Linked DNA regions of Mus musculus: region 2 is linked to region 1. The links are chromatin contacts, called in public Hi-C maps. All regions are on one chromosome and are shown on one strand. The core of a region is the stretch at or near the end of the contact, and the rest is flanking DNA. Distances in the headings are between cores, read along the strand shown. Region 1 holds the start of Nipbl (NIPBL cohesin loading factor). Region 2 overlaps Nipbl (NIPBL cohesin loading factor).

Region 1 (2,700 bases), core at 7-2,506:
GCACCCGTTTAGGCTAAAAAGTATCCAGAGAGTTTTATGTAGTCATTTAAAATTATCCTTACATAACAGATACAAATACAAAGTGTCGGAGTAAACCTGTCAAGTTCTTTCTACTTGGTCTTTGAATAAAAAGTCCATGTGCAACACACTCTGTCAAACAACATAAAAGCTCCTGGGCGGGGATGTGCAGTGTGCACAACGCTAGGGTTTTCTAGATTAAATATACATGTGGACGGTTTGATCCTTTTACAAAGGAAACCAGTCTTTATTAACTTTCCAAAACGTCCAAACAAGTTTGGCAGAGAATTACCACTGTAGCCGTGTCTGAGTATTTACATTTGTTTCACTAACTGAAACTACTTCCTCCCTTCATGGGGTCACAGGGGGAAGAAGGGGGGTTGTTTGTTTCACTGGGACGTTCCCCACTCCCGGACCGGGAAAGTTGTAAATATGGGGGACGATCGGGGCACATTTGCTGATAGTTGTATTGTTTCCGCCTCCTCACTAGCTACGGCTCCTCTCCCGGGCGAGGCCTGTCACCGACCAGCAGTCGCTCCGCTCAGCCCGGAGCTCTCCTAATCCCCGAGCTCAAGTAGATTCCGCTGGCCCGCGGCCTGCACTCTCCGCCGGGCCTACGCCTCCCCGGCCGCCCGGCAGGGAGCCCGGTTCCCCGTCACCGAAGCCGGCCGGGAGAGGCTACGAACCCCGCCGCCACCGCCGCCGCCGCCGCCACCCAGGGTGGCTGCCGCCGGAGAGGAGCGAGCGAGCGAACTCACTCTCTCGACTCGCCCCGTGGAAGAGACCCGGGGCCGCTGAGGAAACGGCGGGGAGGGGAGCGAGGAGGAGAAACGCTGAGGGACCTGGCGCCGGCGCCACCGCCGCCACCGCCGCCGCCGAAATAAAAGAGCAGGAATTTACCTGGGCGAATCGGCGTCTGAATCCGAAGCGGAGGCCGAGGCCGCGGTGGCAAGAGAGAGAGAGCGAGAGAGCGAGACTATAATCCGGGCCGGGAGGGGGGGTGGCTACGGCTCCTCTTCCGTCTCCTCAGTGCGGGGAACATGTAGAGCCGGGGGGAGAGCAGCCGAGAAGACAAATCGCGGCTTCTTCTTCGTCCTCCTCCTCCTTCTCCCACATAGAAACACTCACACAAACACCCGGCCGGGGGCCCCGAGCTACCGGGGGGGCATCGCCGCGGGCCCGGGAACCAATCCTCCTGGCGGCGGGGGCGTCCCTCCCTGGCGGCTTTGCTGGTGTCGGGTGAGTCGGTACCGACGGAGGGAGGGAGGGACGGGAGGGCGGGCGGGGGGGAAGGAGCCCAGTGTGTGTGTGTGTGTGTGTGTATGTGTGTGTGTGTGTGTGTATGTGTGTGTGTATGTGTGTGTGTGTCTCTCTCTCTCGTTCCGTCTCTCCCTCTCAGAACAAAATGCCGACCGGAAGTGCAGCTGCAGGAATGACTCCCTCCGCCGGCGCCAAACACTAACAACCACCCCCTCTTCCCTACTCCACTTCCGCCGCCGCCACCGCCGCCGCCGCCACTCGGGCTCGCAGCTCTGCCTCAGCGCGCCGGCTCCCGCGGGCTCCGGAGGCGCGGCGGCGGCGGCGACAGCGGCGGAGGCAGCGGGAGCAGCAGCGGCGGTTCTGCTCCGTGCCCTTGTCCTGTGCAACGGACGGCCGTGGATGCTGCCCGTGGGGTCGCTTCTGCAAGACGGCGTCTACGCCGTTGCTCGGGTGACCGGCTTGATTTTTTTTTTTTTTTTTTCCTTTTGGTCCCCCTCGAGGCGACAGCAGCCGGGCGCTGGTCCGCTGTGGTGGCGTGAGGCCGGGATCTCCCTCTTCTCAGGCGCTCCGGGCCTCATAGCCCCCCACCCTCAATCCCGGAGAAGGCGGCCAGCCGAGGCCGCGCTGCTCTCCCTGACTGGCCGGCCCCGGGCCCCGGGGGGAAGCCGAGCTCCCGCTGCCGGCGGGTTGGATGCCGACCTTTCAAACGCTGTTCCCGCAGCCGTGATGGATGGATCGTCCCGGGAGCGGCCGGATCCTATGTCTGTCTGGGTTATTTTCTGCGAAGAACACAGTCCTCGGAGGTGAAGACTCCCAGCCTGGCTGAGTTGGAATCGTGATCGTGGTGGTGGTGGTGCATTAATTTCTGGAAATACGAGAGGGCTGCTGGACTTGCCTCTTTTTTTTTTTTTTTTTTTTTTTTTTTTCCTTTTTGGCGGTGGTTTTGATTGCCTCCCTGGTAGTCGGGATAAGGCCTGTAGGCGACGCTGTGCAAGCAAGGAGCCGGTCGCTCTGGCGCTGCGATCTAGGTGTGGGTGGAGCCCAGGCCATCCTGACGCCGGGCACCGGAGCCCCGGCACCGGCGCACTTCAAAACATCGTTTTCCTCTGTATGTTGAAAACTCAGAGGCTCTGGACAAGGCTGGAGTACAAAATGTGAATACGAATACAGTACCGTACCCGATGGTAGTGTCTTACTGTAAAACCGGAGGGCATTTCATCGCCACACAGTTTTCTGTTTGCTTGCTTGTTTGTTTGTTTGTTTTTGTATAAATTGTAAGGGGGCTAATTCTTCAGGTAAAAAGTGCCAGTAGGTAAGCACATTTTACTCAGGAGGAACCATATTATATTTTTTTAAATAAAATAAGTTGTCAGCGTTAATCGTTTGCTTGTCTATGCACTGATGTATAGGACAGCTCGCCTA
Region 2 (2,845 bases), core at 114-2,613, 120 kb before region 1:
CCCATTTTCCCCTGCATCTTACTTTAATGTGCTGAACTGAGAAGGTGTGGTTTTGATAATGCTTCGAAGAAACTTTTTCCGGTTCTCAGCGCGATGCATGATCTGCCCAGTTGTCTCAAGTTCTTTTGCATGATGTGTTGCGTCAGATGATTCTTCATCTTTTTGTGATTTCATTGCTTTTTCTGTTTCCAGAGTTGTGTCACGGAACCACTGGGCTATATAGAATTTACGAGAAAACTGGAAAGACATTAGATAAATTTGAGTTGATACAATTAATAATATTTCTAATTAGTCAGGAATAGTACTGTAGCTTTCTTTAAAATAGCCTCTATCAGAAAGAAGCAGATTTAAAAGACTGATAAAATTCTGAAATATCCTGTATTACAGAATTTTCTTTTTTCACATTTAATTATAAATTTGTTAATGTAAAAAGCTAACTTAATAAAAATGATTGTATTACATATAGATAGACTAGTACTATCAGCTACTTGAGGTAGACATTCACATGACTCAGTAAGATTTGGTAGTAAGACCACTGGGAAAGTTTAGGATAAATGCATAAAGTAGTGAAGATAAAATACCACCAACTGTTTTCAACTCTTATCTGTGTAATAAATACACAAATTAAATACAATAAAACAGGTCAGCACAGAAGCACTTCTGTGTATCTATTCTAAGCCTATAGATTAGAAATCTGTCTTAGGTAGCTAAAACAATACAGAGGTTACTGCAACTCTTTTTATCGGACCAGTTAAAAAATAAATTGAAAACACCCATGCGTTTATGTGCAGTGTTGTTTATGAACTTTACACCAAGCCTACAAAGTGTACAAATTGTATACAGGGCCTATTATATTCTGGAAATGTAACTTAATTTTCAAAGAAGTGTATACACACATATATCTTTGTACATGCTAATGGAACATCTTCAACACTGAGTGACCTATACTCATTTTTAGGATTAGCCTAGATTTAGAGATAATCTGTAAACCAAGTGGTGGTGGTACACGCCTTTAATCCCAGTTTGAGGAGGCAGAGGCAGAGGCAGAGGCAGAGGCAGGCAGAACTCTGAGTTCAAGGCCAGCCTGGTCTACAAAGTGAGTTGCAGGACAGTCACGGTTGTTACACAGAGAAACCCTGTCTCAAAAATCCAAAAGCAAACCAAGACAAAAGTCTATAAAAACATTTCCAAATATCTTCTTTCCTCTTTCTCTACCCCAATTTACTTTTAGAGCACAATTTAAAGGCAACACATATCTCACCACTAGCGAAGGGTCAGTTTCAGTGTTCTCATCCAGATAATCAAGCAATGCTTTTTGCAATTGTTGGATCTCATCTTCTCCTCCAGAAACCTAAACCACAATAACAGCAACCATAAAGTTATCAGGGGCTGGCTTGTTTATTACTGATTCCCCACCCATTTCTGAACCAGTGTTCCAGCATGTCTGGCTTCCAATTTGTGAGCTTCTGCCCTAGTCTTCCAAAAGGTGGAATTACAGATACATAAGCACTAAGCTACTGGCATGCTTTAATAGGTTGTGTAGATGTAAATACATATCTGACGGGGAAAAATGAGAAACACACAAATATAGTTATTTTAAGAATTAGAAAGTATGATTTCTGAAAAACAAACTGCTACTTGAGCTTGGCTTTATGAACTATATTCTATCTTTAAAAAAGTTTATTAAGTGGTTGATGTAAATATTATCCCAAAATGTCCTTTCCTGGACCTGGTACAGAATTTACATTTGACAAAAAAACCAAAACAAAACGCTACTTTTTCCCCTAGAGACAGGACTCACATATCCAAGCACCATTTTGAACTCATTGTATATTTTATACCTTATGAATATACACCAAAATTTTAATCTAGTAAGTGAAAAATATTAACAGCTATACTGATATGCACTATATATTTCAGGTGGCTATATAATTACTATAGAAATAAAAATTAAGGGGAAGGAAGAGAGTGTATTTGTGGGCTCTGGGAATTTAATTGAGCTTGTTTAATGTGGATCCTGGGGATCTGAATCGGGTCCCCACACTTGTGTGGGACTTTAATTGAGCTATCTCCCCAGCACTATTCCAACTGTTCTTTGAAGACTTGATTTCAAATTATACATAAACTTTACTTACTTTCAGCCTCTCATCTGTGGGATCATTTATTTTTTCAAGGAGTCCTAGTCCTTTAACTAATAAATGATAGTAAGGTAGAGAATGACTGCAGAAAATCCCCTGACCTGACCTCTGGCACCCAGCAGATCCAGAGAAGGACCTAAAACTTGACCTTTAGGATAATTTCTTGAGGACTGTTAGTGTTGGTGCTGCTTTTGTAGGCAATCACATTTGAAAATTTTAGCTCTAGAGAAGTGTGTGTGTGTGTGGTGGGGGATGGAGATAATGGGACATGATGCTTGTAAATAATTAAAATTAGTCCAGAAAGAAAAAACATGCATGTGTTATGGGACATTATGAACCCAACCTGGACTAAATTAGACCCCGTCTCTTTTTCCCACACCAAATGCAAACAAACAAGCAACTATTTATATAATTAATTTAAATCCTTTTTTTCAATACCTGTTTTAAAATTCGTTCTATAGACCCTTGATCCATCTTGCTGGTGACAGCATCTTTTCTCAGTCGCGCAGCAACAGTCCCAAGGTAATCAAGAGATGCCACTCTTAAAGCCATTTCTGTTGACTTGTTACTGAACTGATGAACCTGAACAGCAAACATGGGGTACTGCTGACTAAGGACGTCTAAAGACTGACTACAATTCTATCATTCTCATAGTTTCAGGATAGTACTATTACATTTTCTAGTTTATAAAAAGTTAGGTTACTAAA

What was found. Hi-C and Micro-C count contacts between places; a contact is called where the count stands out from the background.
Region 2: a Hi-C map of the G1E-ER4 cell line shows a contact between it and region 1, with 2.0 times the contacts expected there. The contact joins the enhancer-like site here to the promoter of Nipbl in region 1. A contact is called at or near these places in 2 of 39 promoter capture datasets (the HPC-7 cell line and pre-B cells), 2 of 484 Hi-C or Micro-C datasets (the G1E-ER4 cell line and the N1E-115 cell line), 4 of 115 datasets of contacts at active chromatin or transcription factors (the SCID.adh cell line, bone marrow-derived macrophages and embryonic stem cells) and 1 of 9 other capture datasets (adipose tissue).

The regions. Positions count from the first base shown.
Region 1 is chr15:8,443,207-8,445,906 of GRCm38.p6, forward strand. It overlaps Nipbl (NIPBL cohesin loading factor), which reads right to left and starts at 1,257. Exons shown (of 47, transcript NM_027707.3): 1 at 919-1,257. It overlaps LOC102634078, which reads left to right. Exons shown (of 3, transcript XM_017316813.1): 2 at 509-758; 3 at 857-2,657. The coding sequence ends at 2,085.
Region 2 is chr15:8,324,423-8,327,267 of GRCm38.p6, forward strand. It overlaps Nipbl (NIPBL cohesin loading factor), which reads right to left. Exons shown (of 47, transcript NM_027707.3): 24 at 2,577-2,720; 25 at 1,262-1,351; 26 at 23-237. Among named protein-coding and RNA genes, the nearest start is that of Gm52208, 46 kb to the left of the region's middle. Within about 2 kb of position 1,364, at least 5 of the 459 cell types and tissues checked have an H3K27ac peak or open chromatin away from gene starts, as enhancers often do. A contact at or near this core is called in the G1E-ER4 cell line, where this site is marked.